Regions from separate parts of the Mus musculus genome. Here region 2 is linked to region 1. Evidence: chromatin contacts called from public promoter capture Hi-C data. All regions are on one chromosome and are shown on one strand. The core of a region is the stretch at or near the end of the contact, and the rest is flanking DNA. Distances in the headings are between cores, read along the strand shown.

The links. Capture Hi-C pulls out chosen DNA fragments and counts their contacts.
Region 2: a promoter capture Hi-C map of liver shows a contact between it and region 1, with 4 times the contacts expected there. The contact joins the promoter of Ddx60 here to the promoter of Hpf1 in region 1. A contact is called at or near these places in 2 of 39 promoter capture datasets (the 3T3-L1 cell line and liver), 1 of 484 Hi-C or Micro-C datasets (CD4 T cells) and 2 of 9 other capture datasets (adipose tissue and liver).

Annotation. Positions count from the first base shown.
Region 1 is chr8:60,887,450-60,892,670 of GRCm38.p6, reverse strand. Hpf1 (histone PARylation factor 1) reads right to left here and starts at 2,243. Exons shown (of 8, transcript NM_028299.3): 1 at 2,135-2,243. The coding sequence starts at 2,182.
Region 2 is chr8:61,925,090-61,930,310 of GRCm38.p6, reverse strand. It overlaps Ddx60 (DExD/H box helicase 60), which reads right to left and starts at 2,224. Exons shown (of 38, transcript NM_001293783.1): 1 at 2,035-2,224.

The sequences.
Region 1 (5,221 bases), core at 994-3,493:
AGGCTTTGTAATGCTAAGATTTGCATCTCTAGCACCCATGCAAATTAAAGGTTAAAGGATGCTATTGGAAACTGGCTCAGTGCTACCAAGGCAACTTGCTTACTTTGCGTATCTGTCTTGTTTTCTAAGTACAATCTCTTTCTTTCTGGGAACTTAGATCCTTGTGGTTCTGAATCCAGGCGAAACTCGGCACATTCTACCCGCAGCAGGACCAGCGGCACCTAGTGCTGCAGAGGCTAAGGGATACAGCTCAACGCCGCCCAGTGCGCGGGAGAGCTGCCCTCAGCAAGCCAGTGCCGCTAGAGTCGGCATTTCTCACCCAGGTGTTGATAACTACATGTTCTCAGGGGTCCAACCATATGTATTGGTAACTGTCATTCCAAGCCTACACACTGTATGTACAAGTCAGGCATCGGGTAAGAATTGTTTTTGACAGCACTGTCCTTAGGAGGTTGAAATGCCAGCCAACAGGAAAATAGATAGTTACAGGGCTTTCAAACACTGGGGAACAGTAACTAAATGAAAGAAAGAGAAGTACAGTTAGACAACATGGCTCAATCTTTGTATGATGTTCAATTAAGAAAACCCCCCAAGATTAGATAGATGTGTGGTGGTTTTAAACAGAATAGCACTTATAAATTTGAGTACACCAAGGAATGGCAGTACTGGGAAGGACTAGGAACTGTGGCCTTGGTGGAGGAAGTGTGTCACTAGGGGATAGATAAGACTTTGAGGTTTCAAAAAGCCCATTCCACGCCCAGAGTCTCTCCCTTCCTGCTGCCTTCCAGTCTAGATGTAGAACTCTCTGCTTCTCCTGCAGCATACCTGCCTGCCTGCTACCACGCTTCCAGCCGTGGTGATAGTGGACCGAACCTCTAAAACTGTAATCAAGCCCCAGCTAGGCACTTTTTTTTTTTTTTAATGGTCATGGTGTCTCTTCACAGCAGTAGAATACTGACTAAGACAAGATGTACCATAAAAGCTTTTTAAGGAAACAACAAACTCTACAAGAAGGCAAGGGTAACTCCAACTTCAGGGTGATAGCCACAGTGACTAGAAGCGGCAGGAAATGCTTAGGCAAAAAGGAAAAGGCACCCAAATGGGTAGATGCAGAACTGTGGGAGTGGTTTTACATACAACGTATTTGGTCACATTGTCCCCTTCCCTAACTCCACATGACTTCAGGGACTGAATTCAAGTCATCAGTACTATTACTCTCTACGTCATCAAGCTGGACTTTGTTTAAGACAGGTCTATTGTAACCCAGGCTGGTCTTGAACTTGTAATGTAACTGAGGAGGACACTGAACTTTTGGTCTTATTGCTTCTGCCTGACAAGGCTGTTCTCTTTAAACCACATTTTTAACTTGGTGTTGTGAGAAAACACAACACAACGAGAATAATACCTATGTTCGCCATCCACTGGCCGTTAAGCCTTAGCAATCGCCTCACCCTACCCAGTTTAAAACATAGCTGGTGTCACTTTTGTTAAACGTTCGTTTCCCTGCTTAACTTCTCCCATTAGCTACTGTATGCTTAAGGAACCCATGAAATCATGTAAGAGTCCAGACTGGCCAATCTATCACTCATCTGAGAACCCGTATCCCTTACACTTCCAGGTCAGGCTACCAAAGTAGCCGGGCAGTGGTGGTTCGTGTCCTGGAGGCAGAGGCAAGAGGGTCTCTGTGATTTGGAGGCTACATATTGAGTTCTGATCTACATATCAAGTTCCAGGACAGCCGGGGCTACAACATAGAGACTGTCTTAAACAAAAGTCTTTAATAACTCCAGGGCTTGTTAATTCCAGCATTTTCTTTTACACACCTGCGTTAACCCCAAGCAAAAAAAAAAACGAAAGGTGAAATGTTTGTTCGCGTGTGCCTCGCCGCCCTGGCAGCTCCTCCAGTTTCCATCAGCTGGTTAGTAAGTGAATGAGTGAGTGAGTGAGTGAGTGAGTGAGTGAGTGAGTGAATGAATGAATGAATGAATGGTCCGTCCGCTGGCTGCAGAGCTTCGTGGGAACTGGGCTGGCGCTGGAAAGGAACGACTTCCCCGGGCCATTGCCCCGCAGGGCGGCCCTCGGCTCCTCCACGGCCCATAGCGTCCCCATACCCAGCGCATCCCGCCTCGCCTACCTGCGGTCCCGCCCCGGCCGTCCGGCGCTTCCCGCCACCGCCAACCATCCCGCAGCCGCAGCGAGCGAGCCAAGGCCCGCGCTCCTGCCGCTTCCGAGCGCCCGCTAGTGCTTCCGGGTTCAAAAGCCGCCAATCCGAGCTGCCGCTTAGCCACTCAGAGGCGCCAATTTAGAGACCAGGCTCCGCCCCCTGAGACGGAGGAGGACGCAAGGCCCGGTCCGCAGACCTGGGGTGGCCCCGCCCCCCCGAACGCAAGCACCGCCCCCTGAGCTACATCCGGGGCCCCGCCCATTGCCTAGCGCCAGCGTGCGCTAGAACCTAGACTATATGACTATTGAATTTGGGTTCTTAAGGAGCGATAAACTTCGTCCTCATATGCTCAAGAGAGATAGCTTTAAGATGCTGCCTCACTTCAGCCTTTTCGTTTTCTTTGTTTCTACTCATTTAAAGAATTAATTTTTTGCACTCCATCCCTTTCTCTCTTTTTTTTTTTTTTTTTTTTTTTTTTCCGAGACAGGGTTTCTCTGTGTAGTCCTGGCTGTCCTGACTCAGAAATCCGCCTGCCTCTGCCTCCCGAGTGCTGGGATTAAAGGCGTGCACCACCACCGCCCGGCTTCCCTTTCCCTTCCTATTGCACTATTGTCTAACACTAAGTAAACCTATCTTTTCTCTTTTCTTTACCTCCCTCCATTTCCTTCCCTTTATCTTCACATCCTCTCTCTCTCTCTTTCTCTCTCTCTCTCTCTCTCTCTCTCTCTCTCTCTCTCTCTTCTCATTTCTCTGTTCTTCATTCCTAATACAATTCGTTTTTTGTTTTTGTTTTTACAAATCTTGGCTATGCTTAGTGTAAGCCCTGTACCACGAGCAGCTGCAGCACCCCGAGCCAGTTTAAAAAGGCACACTGTCAGGCTCTACCCAGAGCTTAAAAATCAGAATCTGACTCTCAGGAAGAACACAGTTTGGAAGACACACTCCTCCACCACCTTCCCCTTCTCTTCCTTATTCACAATTTGTATACTCTCATTTTGTGGAACATATCCTTGGTTTTAAACTTATTTTATTTTTAGTTATATGAGTGTAGATTTGTAGATTTGTGTGTGTGTGTGTGTGTGTGTGTGTGTGTGTGTGTGTGTGAGCGCGTGTCCCACAGATGGCAAAAAAAAGGCATCGGATTCTCTGGAGATAGAGTTATAAGTGGCAGTGAGCCACTCGACGTGGGTGTCCTGCAAGGGCAGTGTATTACTCTTCACCACTGAGCCTTCTCCTCCGGTTTTGAGGAGCACTTCAAACCAGGGGCACAGCTGCTCCCTTGCTGTAACTGGGGCGGGAGTGAAAGAGAAAATAAAAGACCTAAAGGTCGCACTCCCTCCATCCTCCTCCTACCCCACTCATGTACTCATCTGGTACATGTTTCACACCAGCTGAAAGAATTTCAGCACACCTAACAATACTTGAAAAGACTGTGATAATATAGGCTAAAGTCTTTAGAGAGCTGTTTGAAACAAGAGTGTGGAAAACAGCCAATAACCCATACTTGGGATTAGAATGTTTGTTTCCATATGACCTTTCATACTAACCTTTATCTCATTCACAATCCTAACCAGTGCACCTCTTAAACTACTTTATAATCTCATTTACAAAACGAGATTCTTTAAAATAAGCGAATCCATTCTTTTTACATTTAATTTTAAAACTTTAATCTTTGAGGCTGGTTATAAATTACATTATTTGAACAATGTAATTTCAAAATCTCTATCAAATATAGATTTTTTTTACAAAAAGACATTAAAGCACATCTCTTTCTTATCCTGTTTTGTTTTTGTTTTTATTTATTTGTTTCATTTATTTTTGTTTTATCTTTTTTTTTTGTTTGTTGGTTTGGTTTGTTTGTTTGTTTTGGTCAAGTTGACCTAGGGTCACCTGGGAAGAACCTCAATTGGGAAAATGCCTTTATCACATTGCCTGTAGGCAAGTCTGTGAGGCATTTTCTTGATTAATGATTGATGTGGGAGGACCCAGCACCCCGAGGGCTTTGGTACCCCTGGGCAGGTGGTCCTAGGTCCTATCAGAAAGCAGACTGGACCAGGCATGAAAGCAAGCCCCGTGCTCCACCGTGGTCTCTGCTTCAACTATTGCCTCCAGGTTTCAGTGTGAGTTCCTGAGTTCCTGCCCTGACTTCCCTTCATGGTGGAGAGGAAAGGGCTTATTTCTTCTTATAATGCAAATGTAATATCTTTTTAATTACTTGTTTTGTATTGGTATTGAGTGTACCCCTTGGAGCCCAATAGAAGAAAGGCTGGAAATCTGAATAATCTCAGAGTGTGTCCTCCATGTAAACAGGTTCTCCAGGGAAATAGCCCATAGACATTCATTCTTTGTCTGTCCATTTTGTCTGTCTATTCACCTATTCAGTTCACATGATGGTCGAGAAGTTCCACAGTTTTCTCCAACTTGGGAACTCAAGAAAGCTACTTCTGTAGTTTGAAGCTCTGGAATCCAGGATGCTGGTGCTTAGAGTGGAGTTTTGGGCCTTAGAAATGAAAACTATAATCACTGAACACAGGAATAGAAGGATGACAAAGCTCGAGAGTTCTAGCTGGGGAAAGGGAATAGAGCAAGGGAAAAAGAACAAGAGGAGAAAAGGAGGAGGAAGAGGAAGAGGAGGAGGAGAAAAAAGAGACTTTCGTTTTATCCAGACCCTGAGTGGACCTAATGGTGCTCATTAACACATATGAGGATAGTCTGTTTTATTCTGTATTTTACATACTTTTTATGCATTGTCATCTGGAGTGATGCTAATGAACTTTATATTACATGAAATTTCTATGATGACATCAGTACCCAAGATAAACAACTTAGAGAGAGGGAAGGGGATTTCTTTTGGCTCAGGTTTTCCATTCATGTAGAGAGAATCTCTTGTGCACTGTGTGGAAGCAGCGGCTGTCAATAAAAAGCTGTTAGCCTATTCAGCTTCGGCAAGAAATAGGAAGAAGGCATTCCAGCAGGGAGAGAGGATTCTGGGATGAGAGTCAGATGAGGGGAGAGATTTGCCCCAAATGTTAATGGAGACAGAAGCACGAAACTGAG
Region 2 (5,221 bases), core at 975-3,474, 1.0 Mb before region 1:
ATGAAAAGAAAAAATATTGCTGGATACTTTTATGAGGGAAAAAAACATGTTTTTAAATTTCTAAAAGAAAATACCTTGAAGCCAGGATTCTGCATCAAACATACATTTTAGTTCATTGAGAATGCAAAAAGATATAACCTGTCATTGTAAAGTGAGGCATTCCACCAATTCTCATCTTGAATTGTAATTCTAGCTAAAGGAAGAGGGGGGATGCAAAACAAAATCCACAGAGAAACTGTGGAAAATAAAAAGATTCAATGGAGCTATGTACATAGTTTACATGTAGTAAGACTACTTCTAGGGGTAGCCACAGTAATATAGGACTATATTTTCAGGCTAAAACATGCAGACTGCATCGACATTGAATAATATCTACATAACCGGACCAATAAAATTGCTCAGTGGGTAAAGGTGCTTGCCACCCAGCCAGATGACCTGCATTCTATCCTTGAGACCTACCTGAGAGAGGAAGAGAACACATCCCTGCAGATTGTCCTCTGATCCCCACAGGCACGTTGTGCCTTTAGAAAGTATGAACATATAAAGGGCCAGAAAGATGGCAGATGATGCAGTAATTAAGACTGTCTACTGCTGTTGTAGAGGACCAACCAACTTCTGTTCCTAGAATGTACACAGGCTCACAACAGGTTGTAACAGCACAAGGGATCCAACCACGCTGGACTCCTAGTATATTTGCACTCAAATGCATATTCCCACACATCAACAAACACACACACTTAAAAAGTGAATCTAAAAGCTATTTACTGATTTCTCATTCTTTTACTCACTATGAAAAGAAATTACAAGAATTGTCACAAAATCCTGCAAAACATGATAGACCTGATACATACACATACATGTGTATATATGAATATGTGTATATGTGTATATGTATATGCATATATGTATATATGTATGTATGTATGTACGTATGTACGTATGTATGTATGTATATATGTATGTATGTATATATGTATATATATATGCATATATGTATATACGTATATATATGTTGGGCGTCCTGACACCCTTATTACCAGGACAGTCTCTCTGGTAATGAGGCATGTTAGTTAATTGAGAAAGCCTCCTATATCCTTGGAAAGTACAGCCACCTGTGAGAAGTGACCTGAAGTGTGACAATGGAAGGTATCAGACTCTGAGTTACCCTTAATCAACAACTTGCAAGAAATCAGAGAATTCCAGACTTCTTACTGACCTCAAGGAACCAAAATGAGCACCCAGAACCTGGCTCCGCCCTGGCAGACATCTTGAGTTCTATGCTGGGCTTTGCAAAAAGCACTTAGCCTGTGCCTAAACAGAATCTGTAAAATAAAACACCTATTGTGTTTAAAGCAACTCAGTTTGTGCTGATTTGTGATGAGGAAACAGAAAATCAATCCCTGCTCCTTACACATGAATACATTAAATCTCAGATGACTCAAACAGGGAGACTGAGGCAGCGGGATACTCCAAGTTGGCCCAACCTGGGTTCCATGGGGAGTACCAGGAAGCCCAGGGAGACTGCTAGGGCTAGCATACGAAGAGATTGGGTGGGGGGATGCATTTCTGCAGTAAAGCATAACTTGTCTTAGCCACTGCAATTTCAGGGCAACTACAATTCATCTGGGTTTTTCTTCACATTCTGCTTCTAGCTCTGGAAGCCTGAAGTAGGGCCCCGATTCGATTCGGCACCTAGGAGAAAAACTATTGGTGGGGATGTTCAACATTTATTGGCTGTGCACACACCCCAATGCCCCTACTTATTGATCCCTATCCCAGCTACCCGTTTACAAAGGATCCTCAAGAGACTGAGTCAGGCATCTTTTTCCCTGCCACTCACCACTCAGACCTCTTCCCTCTGTGGTCCACCGAGTACTGGCCACTGGGGTAGGTGGGTCTGTGCTCCACTGCCCATTGAAAGCTACCTCCTAGTGCTGTCCCCTCAGCTCCGCTCCAGCTCCTCTTTTGGGATACTCTGACCTAGGCACGCCCTACAATCCCCTGGCGAGCCCAGAAGCAACCCCCTGGCCTCACCGGGAAGCCCAGACCGGGAACCTGGACCTGCTACGTGCAGAGAACCGCTGGTCTGCGCAGCAGGTATTGAGCGCGCTGGTCCGCGCTGCAGGTAACAAGCAAGCACACAGTCGACCACAGGAGACCTAAGACCAATCGCTAGCTCCAAAAAGTGGCAACTTGTGAGTCTCTCAGGCCGCCTTTTATAAGTGAAGGATAGTTTCGGTTTCTCTTCTGCTCCCAGAAGCTTTAAGTTTCGGTTTCCATTCATCACTAATCAAAGAGCATTTGGTGAATGCAGCTTTGCGCATCCTTTGGTAAAGTTAGTACTGTTAAGGTAGGAAAACCAGAGGCTTTGGGATTCTTGAGGTAAGGAGGAGGATTTGACAGGGAAATCTGGAGACATCTAAGCAAGGCAACATTGGAGAGGCTGTAGCAGCAGAACTCCGGGCGCTGTGCCAATTGCTCCTACTGTGCTAACGACAGCAGGAGGACAAAGCCTCAACAAAGCCCAGACACCTCTACCTTTTCAGGTAGTATTTTAAAGGTAGGTAGGAATTTGAGATTACATGAGTCTATTATTGAAGCCTGTGATTAATCCATTTGGGATCTTCTTTAGCCGAATGGCACTACTAAACAAGCTGAAAATGGAGCCTACTTTTATCTCAGCCTTAATAACTTTTCTTTCCTTTGATTTTGTTTGATTTGGTTTGGCTTGGTTTTTTACCTGTCAATACCTGAAATTTGGGTTTGAAAGCTGGCTTGCTTAGTATCCTATGCTTGCTGAACTTTAGGAAGGCTCTAAATATGACAATTCTATTTTCAATATTGGAATTCTAGAAAGTGGGGGACTCTTGCATTTGGGTGACCGTGACAACAATGGGACCAAAAGCTATTTTGTCAGGCACTGGCAGAACTCTCATCCATGGGGAAAGAGCAACAGAATGCAATGTGTTGAGATAACTTGAGAAACATCCATTGTTTTGAAGGCCATTAAGAATGGACCCTTCCCTCATGGTCAGCTTTTGACCTAGCCCCTGTTTCCTTGGTAACAGTAAGAAAAGGTCCCACCCTTTCTGTCCTCCTTTACATTAAAATACTACCTGAAAAGGTAGAGGTGTCTGGGCTTTGTTGAGGCTTTGTCCTCCTGGGTGAGAAAATGTCACCCTTTCCTGTTCCCTCCAATTTAAGTCAGCGACCTAATTCCTTGAGACTGTGGTAACTGTGGTAATAGATACTGCACGCATAGCCTAAACCAAGGAGCATGATATAAGTGGATTATCTCAGGTGGGCCCAAAATAATCATAAGCAGGTTCTTAATGTGGTGACAGAGGCAGAAATTCAGGCTGGTAATTTGATTACATATGTAGTCTTCTAGCAAGACTCTATGAAGATGATGGAAAACCACAAACCAAGGAATGAAATTGAAATAATCTACTCCAGGTTACAAATCTCCATGCTTATTAAGCCAACTGTGAGCACTGTGAGTTCTTTACACAGCCAGCTGACCAAGAGTAAGCTGGCACCTCAGGAGAGCTCTCGGTGGAGAAAACAGGGTTTTCAAGTCAAAAGTCTACAATTATAGCACACAGGGGGTAGGCTGAGGACATGTCACATCAGGATATATATATATATAATTTACTGGAGCAAGGACAACTCTGTGGCCACCATTGAGGGATATGTCTCCCTCACTGTTAATGTTTACTGGTCCTCAGGAAGAGCTCATGAGCTCCCCTCATCAGTGATGGAACGTTGATGAGCCTTGTCTTGTGTTGATAGTCACTGTTACTATGAATTCACAGGTATAACAGGCATGTCGTGTCCAGAAGAGAGTGTTTCACAGCACTCTTTCCTGTTTGAGACTCTTACATTCTTTCCCTCCTTTCCCCCATAATATTCCTTGAGCTTTGGAGGAAAAGATATCAATGTCTCATTTTAGGATGAGTGCCCAGCTGTCCCTTATTCACCAGTTATCTCTGCATTAACCATCACCTACTCCAGAGCCACCCAAATCTATGAATATAGATACAAATATTTAGAAGGCGGTTTGACATCATATCCATATAGCAAAGCAACAGGAGTAGTTTCCCCTTTAGAGCCTATAACTTCGCCATTCATGGGTTTTGGATTAGGTCAGACATGAGTTGCTCCTGTAGAATAGACCTAAAATCCTAAAATCAGAATGTCGTTGGTTATCATACCACTACTGTGCCAGTGGAAACATCCTGTCTGACAGGTTAGTATTACAGAAAACAGATTCCTTTCTAGATCTTCTAGAAACCACTCCTGATGGCGCTTGGATTTGAACCCAGTGAAACTGACTTTCAGAACTAAGAACAAGTTACTCTTGTTCTAAGCGACTGTGAATAATTCAGTACAGGAGCCCCAAAAAGTGAACGAACAAACTAACTAAATGTAATACAGTCATGTAAGCTAATGTAGTAGAAAAACCATGACATATTTGCTAGTAGCAAAACTAAGACTCTTACAACACAGGAGACGACTATGAGCTCAGTGATGTGGGAATATCCTCATATTTATTATCATACTATTCCAGGTTTTACAAGATGGATATTTTTGTGTTGCTTTTTTTGATGAGGTAAGTGATTTTGATGATTAAAGTGATACAAAGACAATAAGTGGTGACATAATACCAAACTTAATGAAAACCAAAAGTTTGCTTATAGGATTTTCAGTTACATGAACTCTGACAAATGCTTCTCCTTCTAGAACTGAAATTCTTCCAGCCTATAGACCAACTGTTTTCTTTTCATTTTTTTTTTAATTAAACTTGTGTGCTGTTGTTATCATTTGGGGATTTTCTTTGTGGGCATTTTTAGGGTAAGCAAACTCTGTGGTGTTCATGGTTGTTTTGACTTTCAGTGACTTCAGATTTTTCAGTGAATAACTTAATAAACTTTGATTCACCCCCCTCAATTTTCTAGTCTTTGTCTGTTCCGTGTTACTAAAATAAGATAACACAGTCTGGGTAATTTATAAGGAAAAATGCATTTATTGTAATTTTGGAAACTTTGAAATCCAGAGTGCCAGCATCTGGCAAAAAGTCCTCGTTGGTAGCGTCTATAATAGCAGTTCTCGACCTCCCTAATGCTGGGACCCTTCAATACAGTTCCTCATGTTGTAGCTACCCCAACCATAAAATTATTTTGGTTGTCTCTTCATAGCTGTAATTTTGCTAGTGTTATGA